Regions from separate parts of the Zea mays genome. Here region 2 is linked to region 1. Evidence: chromatin contacts called from public Hi-C data. All regions are on one chromosome and are shown on one strand. The core of a region is the stretch at or near the end of the contact, and the rest is flanking DNA. Distances in the headings are between cores, read along the strand shown.

What was found. Hi-C and Micro-C count contacts between places; a contact is called where the count stands out from the background.
Region 2: a contact with region 1 is called in a Hi-C map of ear, with 4 times the contacts expected there. The contact joins the promoter of LOC103633266 here to the promoter of LOC103633264 in region 1. A contact is called at or near these places in 3 of 25 Hi-C or Micro-C datasets (ear, root tip and tassel).

Annotation. Positions count from the first base shown.
Region 1 is chr7:164,218,900-164,222,870 of Zm-B73-REFERENCE-NAM-5.0, reverse strand. LOC103633264 (glucan endo-1,3-beta-glucosidase 13) reads left to right here and starts at 2,086. Exons shown (of 4, transcript XM_020541371.3): 1 at 2,086-3,646; 2 at 3,747-3,971. The coding sequence starts at 2,215.
Region 2 is chr7:164,353,347-164,357,317 of Zm-B73-REFERENCE-NAM-5.0, reverse strand. LOC103633266 (chemocyanin) reads right to left here and starts at 2,245. Exons shown (of 2, transcript XM_008654969.2): 1 at 1,942-2,245; 2 at 1,154-1,832. The coding sequence starts at 2,119. The coding sequence ends at 1,396. LOC100273838 reads left to right here. Exons shown (of 5, transcript NM_001308397.1): 5 at 1-399. The coding sequence ends at 175.

The sequences.
Region 1 (3,971 bases), core at 837-3,336:
TGCACAACACTCGTCGCCCCGCTTCACGCCCACAAGAAAAACTTTGGTATGTACCAAAGTTTTCTATACTTATTGCCGAAACCAAATTTTTTATATAATGTGGTTTTTGATGGTCTACCAAACATCATTTAGCCTCTAAAACCATGGTATTCCCAAATAAAATTTGTGAAAATGAAAAGCGGCAAGTGGATTTCCCCCCACAAACTATACACGATTGTTTTCATCCATACACATTATCATGTTCGTTAGAGGGATCGACAGTGGATGGCGCGAGAGGAAGAAAGGTATAAATAAAATGGCCTAAGAAATTACATCTACGTAAATTTCACGACTCCTAGGCCAAGCACTGACGCCTGTCAAATGTTCATCGCGCATGGGGTGATACGATGGCAACGTAGACTGGTTGTTCTTCAACATTTCTCTCGGTTTTTTTAAGCAGCAAGTGACGGGCCGGCCTGCGGGTGCGGGATATAGGAGGGGGGAGCCGAAGTGGGCTGGACGGGACGGAGATCACTCACGTGAAAGTGGGTTGGGCGGGGATCAATCCATCCACTACAGATAATGTGGGTGGTGGATTTCGTACGCAGGACTCACTACTGCGTGTCTGCATCGTGCACTTTTTCCTTCCCGTGCTAAACGCCAACGTTATCCGCAAGCGTTACCCCTAAATTTTCCCCCTATGGCCCTGTTTGGCACAGCTTATTTTCAGCTTCTTCATAAATTTAAGCAGAAGGTCTGCCAAACAGTTAGCTTCTGCAGCAGCTTATCAGTTCAGCTGCTTCTCAGAATACACTAAAAGCAGCCAACAAGCAGAAGCTGCTTTTCACCAGCTTATCAGATAAGCTGCTTTTTCAACAAGCAGCAGCTGTGCCAAACAGGGCCTATATCACTTTTTCCCCTATTTTTCTCCCTATTTTTTCATCTCCTGCAGCGGTTCCCCCAAAATACTCCCATTATATCCCACTACAACTATAAAATATCATTTTCTATATCAACTATCAATTTTTTATCTACTAACAATTACTCATGGACCCACAACACAGTGTTTGGGGGATAAACAATGACACGCTATATCTAGAGAGAGAGAAAGGGGCCGGCGCGTAAGGGGCGCTGTAGGGGGCAGCGCTGCGGCCGTAGAGTGCCCCCTACAGGCGCCATGCAAGGGGAGAGAGCTACCCAGGGGGCAGCGTTGCAGTTAGCCGAGAAAGGGGCCGGCGCGTAAGGAGCGCTGTAGGGGGCAGCGCTGCAGCGGTAAAGTACCCCTACAGGCGCCATGCAAGAGGAGGGGCTGCCCAGACGGTAGTGTTGCAGTTAGTCTTAGCCATCACCTGCACCGGCGGCTGCGGTGGCGGGACCCACCACCACTATGCATGCAGCGCTTGAACCTTGCCTATAAGGCTGTCTCCAGCAACGTCCCCCTAAATTCTATCCTCTAAAGGAATATTCTCTGTCCTTTACAGAACTCTCTAAAAAATTTCGTCCTCTATATCTTCGCCAACTCCAGCAACGTCTTCTAAATTCGGTACTCTATATCTAACAGAATTCATATACTCATTTTTAATACTTATTTTTTTATATTAATACAATTTGAACTTATGTGCGTAATGGAAAAATAAAGTTATTTATTTCTAGAAATTTTATAAAAATGAATTAGGAATTAATTATAATAATTACATTTTGCAACCGACATTACTAATCGTTTTTTCATAACGCCGTCTACGTACATATCTATATATGTATTGGACATAAACTGATAATATTAATCTAATAATCCCAATTAGCAAAAGTGCTGCTACTATTAGATTTACACGCAAAAAAAAAGAATAGAATTAATCGGCCAACAGAGGTAGTAGAGGTAGCTGCAGACGGATGACCACATTGAAGAGCGGGCCCCAGGGCTGAGCAGACGGATAGCGCGCGTAAGGACTCCTCTACGTTTAGCGTTCGCCGTACGTCCTCTATATTTTAGAGTTCCTTTTAGAGTTCCTTGTTAGACGGCATAGAGAACGTTTCGTACTCTAAATTTAGAGTATAGAACCATTTATCGTGTATTGCTGGAGGCAGTCTAAACTCCCACCCACCAACCCTTTGGTTCATGTATCATCGTCGTCACTCGTCACACACTCAGTCAGGAGTCAGGACTCAGCAGCTAGCCTCGTCCTGCTCAGCCCAATCGCCGGCCCAGTGCCCCGCGCCACAGCAGCGGAGCCTACCATGGTCATGGCAGCAGCCGTCGCTCTCGCTCACTTCCTCGGAGCGGCATTGCCGCTACTCCTCTGTGGAGCAGCAGAGGCGGGCGAGGTGGGCGTGAACTACGGGAGGGTGGCGAACGACCTGCCGGACCCGGCGTCGGTGGTGCAGCTGCTCAAGCAGAGCGGCATCACCATGGTGAGGCTGTACGACGCGAATCCCAAGGTGCTGACGTCGCTGGCCAACACGGGCATCAAGGTGATGGTGATGCTGCCTAACGAGGAGCTGGCCGCCGCGGCCTCGGACCCGTCCTACGCGCTCCAGTGGGCGCGGGCCAACGTGGCGGCGTTCTACCCGGCCACGCACATCCACTGCGTCGCGGTGGGCAACGAGGTGTTCGACTCCAGGCCGGACCTGAACTCGAACCTCGTCCCGGCCATGGCCAACGTGCACGACGCGCTGGCGCAGCTGGGCCTGGCCGACGCCGTCAAGGTGTCCACGCCGGTCGCCTTCTCGGCGGTCCAGGACTCGTACCCGCCGTCCGCGGGCAGGTTCCGGGACGACATCGCGCAGAGCGTGATGAAGCCCATGCTCGGCTTCCTGGACAGGACAGGCTCCTACCTCACCATCAATATCTATCCGTACCTGGCGTACGCCGAGCACCCGGACCAGATCTCGCTCGACTACGCCCTGGGGAACCCAAACCCCGGCGTGCGCGTCGACGACGACGACACGGGCAGCATCGCGCTCGACGACGACAATGGCGTAACGTACCACAGCCTCCTGGACGCCCAGCTCGACGCCACGTACTACGCCATGGATGCCATGGGGTTCACCAGTCTGAAAGCACATGTTGGGGAGACTGGGCATCCGTCTGGAGGAAGGCCCAGACCCGGCCGGAGGCCGCCTCGCGGAGGCCGGAGGCATTTGGTGGCCGGGGACGACGACGGGTACCCCGTCGCCTCGATAGCCAATGCCCACGCATACGTCAACAACGTCATCAACCGCGTGCTGTCCGGCAACACGGGCACCCCGCACCGGCCCGACGCGGACATGGACGTCTACATCTTCGCGCTTTTCAACGAGAACCAGAAAGGCGACGGGCCGGACGACATCGAGCAGAACTTCGGGCTGTTCTACCCGAGCGAGCAGAAGGTGTACGAATTCGACTTCCACCACGGCGGCGGCGGCGGCGGCGGCAGTGGCGGCGCGAAGGCGAGCTGGTGCGTGGCGAACGCGGCCGCTGGGGACTCACGGCTGCAGGCGGCGCTGGACTACGCGTGCGGCCACGGTGCGGACTGCAGCGCCATCCAGCCCGGCGCGGCGTGCTACGAACCCAACACCAAGCTCGCGCATGCCTCCTATGCACTCAACGACTATTACCAGCGGAAAGGGCGGGCCAGCGGGACTTGTGACTTCGCCGGTGCCGCCAACGTCGTCTACCAGGCGCCAGCCGGTGAGTTCTCTTTTCTCTCGGCTTTGTTTTCATGAAGATGGGCGCACGCTTCTTGATTCAGCTGGTGGTGAGCTAGATCTATTATTCTTCGCCTTCTCAGACACCTGCAGCGCGGCAAAGGCGAGCTGGTGCGTGGCGAACGCGGCCGTGGGGGACTCAAGGCTGCAGGCGGCGCTGGACTACGCATGCGGACACGGCGCGGACTGCGGCGCCATCCAGCCCGGCGCGACGTGCTTCAAGCCCAACACCAAGGCCGCCCACGCCTCTTACGCGTTCAACGACTACTACCAGCGCAATGGCCGGGCAAGCGGGACGTGTGACTTCG
Region 2 (3,971 bases), core at 996-3,495, 130 kb before region 1:
CCACCCAGTGATCCCAGCCTCTGCGTTCCCTGCTCCCCAGGGGCCAGCAGCCGCCGCCAGGCACAAGCTGATGATGCCTGTGATTGGCTACCCTGGATTCCCGATGTGGCAGTTCATGCCGCCTTCAGATGTTGACACCTCTGATGACCCTAGGTCTTGTCCTCCTGTGGCGTAGAAGCCGTGCGAAATCCTGTTGGAAAGAGGCGATGCTGCCTTCCATTGATTCAAATCTTGATCGGTCCGCAGTGTTGTTGGTGTAGTTGATTCCAGAACTGAAGGGGATGTTACATGTGTCGGACGGTGACATGGGGTGATCTGATGACCCCTTTGTATATTATATATGGTATGGTATAAATAAATTCCGCGACCAGAAGCTAATGTGGATCGGTGGATTAGCTTATGTCTATTCTTGCCTGTTTGGTTATGTTCCTCCTCGCATGTGAAAACTGACGACGGCTGTTGGTAGAAGTGGATGCGCATTACTACATGCTAGCTGTGCGCCTGTGCGTTTTGGTATAACGTGCTCGCCTGTTATCAAGACGTGGCCGCCATTGACCTCGTTCCTCTGCCTGAAATGATTTGGGTGGTATCGATCTTCTTTCTGCTTAAGAACAATCAGCTCCTGTTTGTTTCATTTCATTTTAAAAAATTAAAATCTTACATGTTTCCTTTCATTTTGAGGAATTAGAATCTTACTAATGGAATAGACTATTTTTTTAAATGTAACATTCTACCACTTTTAAAAGTTATTATATAAGCCTATCTTAAATTCATGAGTGAGAAATGAAAATTGATTATATAGATTTACATACTATTTTTCCGATATACAACTTATAGCACACTCTTCTACATGTTTCGCTATACCATAAATATAGTATATAACTATCTCTTATATGATTTAGGATAATATACAAATATATTACATATATAAACATATGAATTTAATTAGTTTTGTCCAATTTATAATTATTAAAATGGAATTGAATTCCAACAAAACAAATGGGCCTCATTGTATTTGTAGAGCCAAATTCATATTTCTGAGCTGTATGGAAAACATTCATATTTCTGAACAGCATGGAAAACATTATATCGTTCCTATGCCTCGAAGTTTTGCAACATAGTGGTTGTGAAATGGATTCGCACACCCTGTCACTGAAGACATAACCATTGACCAATGCCGCTAAAATGGAATTATAAGAAGTAAATATCACAATTTACACCCATGTACCGAATATAAACACACGACAAGAGTAAAAAGAAGAAGCACAAATGAATATACCGCTTGTACGTTCGCAGTAACAGAAGTCCTGTTTCAGGTACAGTACAGCAGCAGTAAGCAGTAACTCAAAAAGTCAAAACTGCAACGTGCGTGCAAATTACACGCACGTTGCTAGCTTAGGCGACCAAGGCCACCAGAGCGGCCACCGCCAGCCCAGCCACCGCGGCCGCGGGCTGCTGATACCGCGGCGCGCTGCTCGGTGCGCCCGCCGGCGACTTCCCTGCAGCGCCCAGGGCCACCTTGTGTCCCGCCGCCGGTCCGGGCGCGTAGGCGTCGGCTGCTGGAGGCGATGAGGATGACTGGAGCGGAGCCTGCGCGGGGCCGCTTGCCGCGGCGGTGGCGGAATCGTAGGGAACGGTGGTGATCGTGACGTGCATGGTGCCGTTGAGGCAGTGGCGCGGGATGCCGCAGATGAAGTAGCGGGTGCCCGTGGCGGTGAGCTTGAAGGCGGTGCTGCCGCCGGAGTGGGTGGAGATGGGGCTGCCGGCGTTGCAGCTGGCGTAGTCCGCCGCCGTCACCTCCAGCACGTTGTGGTACGGCATGTACTCGAACGCTGCAGTTAGTCGTTAACGTACATTATCGCACGCCACATCAAGATGAGATGGGAAGGAAATAATGCACGGGCAAGTACGTGAACGGAGAGAGCTAGCAGTAGCACGCACTTATGGTGTCGCCGACCATGAACGTCTTGCCGGCGGTCCACTTGCCGTAGTCGACGTAGGTGTCCCACCTGTCTGACCCGCCCACCGTGTAGTCCTTCGCCGACGCCGTCGTCGCGGCCAACGCCGCAACCACCGCTACCACGGCCAGCAGTGCTCCGGCGGAGGCGATCTTATTCATGCTCGCTCCCGGCCCGTACGTACGCGTCCTTTGAGTGGTGGTCCACCGAATTATATTGCTTCGGCGTTCGGGTCGGTATATATGGCCCTTTAATTTGGGATCGCGTGTGCTGCAAAAGGTGATAGGACTATATATACACGGAGACACAGAACATGGAGAGAAATTCCCTTCTTTGCCAATGCCAAACGAAGAGGTGTTCGTGGCCGACCATGAAACACATGCCCGTAGCAGGGGGGAAGACAGGCACACAGACTATGAGTTGGAGAATCTGCTGTTCATTTTCAAATGAATTCGGGGTCGAAATGATTAACTGTACGCTGCACCCTGAGACACTCAAAATTAAAGGTCAATGCAATGCAAGATTACATTGCAAGATGGCATGCATATATGCTTATTGGTTTGACTTTCGCCATTGATTCTGTGCACTACGTGAGCACGACTAGCTACACAGGCCCACTGGTTGCTTCGTCCCGCAACAGGAGCAGATCGCGAGGGAGCTCCCGGCCCGATCGATGTCGTGCGTGCCTCGCACGATCCTCGAAAATTTTCGCACGTACTATATCGATTAATTTTGATGAATCTTTTCAGCACAAGGGCATGTATAGTAGAGGGACACCAAAACGATTCTCCAAGCACAAAGAGACAATTAAGAGACTTTATTATACAATGAAGTGTCTATAAATATAGTCTATTAATAAATACAAAATTAAATGCGTTTGTACAACATCTGATCGATAGAACAGACGACAAATTCGTACAGTGGTAAGTGAGACGTCTGTTGCTACTTGGGTTACGAGCCAGATGCGTCTCTTCACGGAGAGACGGCTCCACGATTTTTTTTAAACACTTCAAGAGCCTCTACATTAAACACCAGTGTAAATGCCCTAATGTCATGTATAATGAGTGTCTTGAGGTGTGTCTTTAAGTATGTCTAAGAAGGTAAATGTAAAAAAATTAAGACACGTCCCTTGACGAAGACACTGTGTCTTGGCTCTATAGTCAAAACAGAAGAGTAGCTAATTGGTCAATTTAATTTATTGAATGCTCTGATCGATGTAATAAATATAGTAAGATACATATTTTAGATACACCAATTGTATTACATTGTTTTTTTTTGACGAAGGGGCGAAGCCCCCTATTTCATTAAGAAATAGGAAAGTATGTAACAACCGCACCCACGTGGTAGGACCTCCAAAAGAACAGACATGGCCAGAAAGTTATCTAGACTCTAAACACTATCGCTAGATCAGTGAAGAGACTACGATAACAGTGAAAGTTTTGGCCTACGAAGAGCTACATAAGACTTTCTTATATACAACCAACCAAGACAGGCAGAAGCCACAAAAGACCTGAACAGTTTGGCCAACAAAAGACAGACAACTATCCCAACAAGCTTTCTCGGCATCATCATCTTGTCATCCAGGAATCCGCCTGTCAAGAGGACACCACCCCAAGGCCCTCCCGAAAGCTTCACTTGCCGTCTTTCGGATTAACCTGCTTCCTAGCACCACCATTTTTCGCTCCTTCTTTTTCTGACGAATCGCCCAAGAATCCAACCAGAAGCAGCAAAGAAAAATGATGTTAGATGGGTCAAGTAAATGACTATTCCCAAAACACCAATCATTCCTAGTGCGCCAAATAGCCCAGAATAAAGCACCACAACCAAATAACACCAGCTGAGCCATCGTGTCTTTTGGTTTACAAAACCAATTATCATACAAATCTTTGATATTTTTTGGAATAGATCTCAAATTCAGGGCCACTTGAATAACTCTCCACATGTACTGAGCAATGGGGCAATAGAAAAACAAGTGATCAATGGATTCATCCACCCCACAGAAACAGCAGTTTA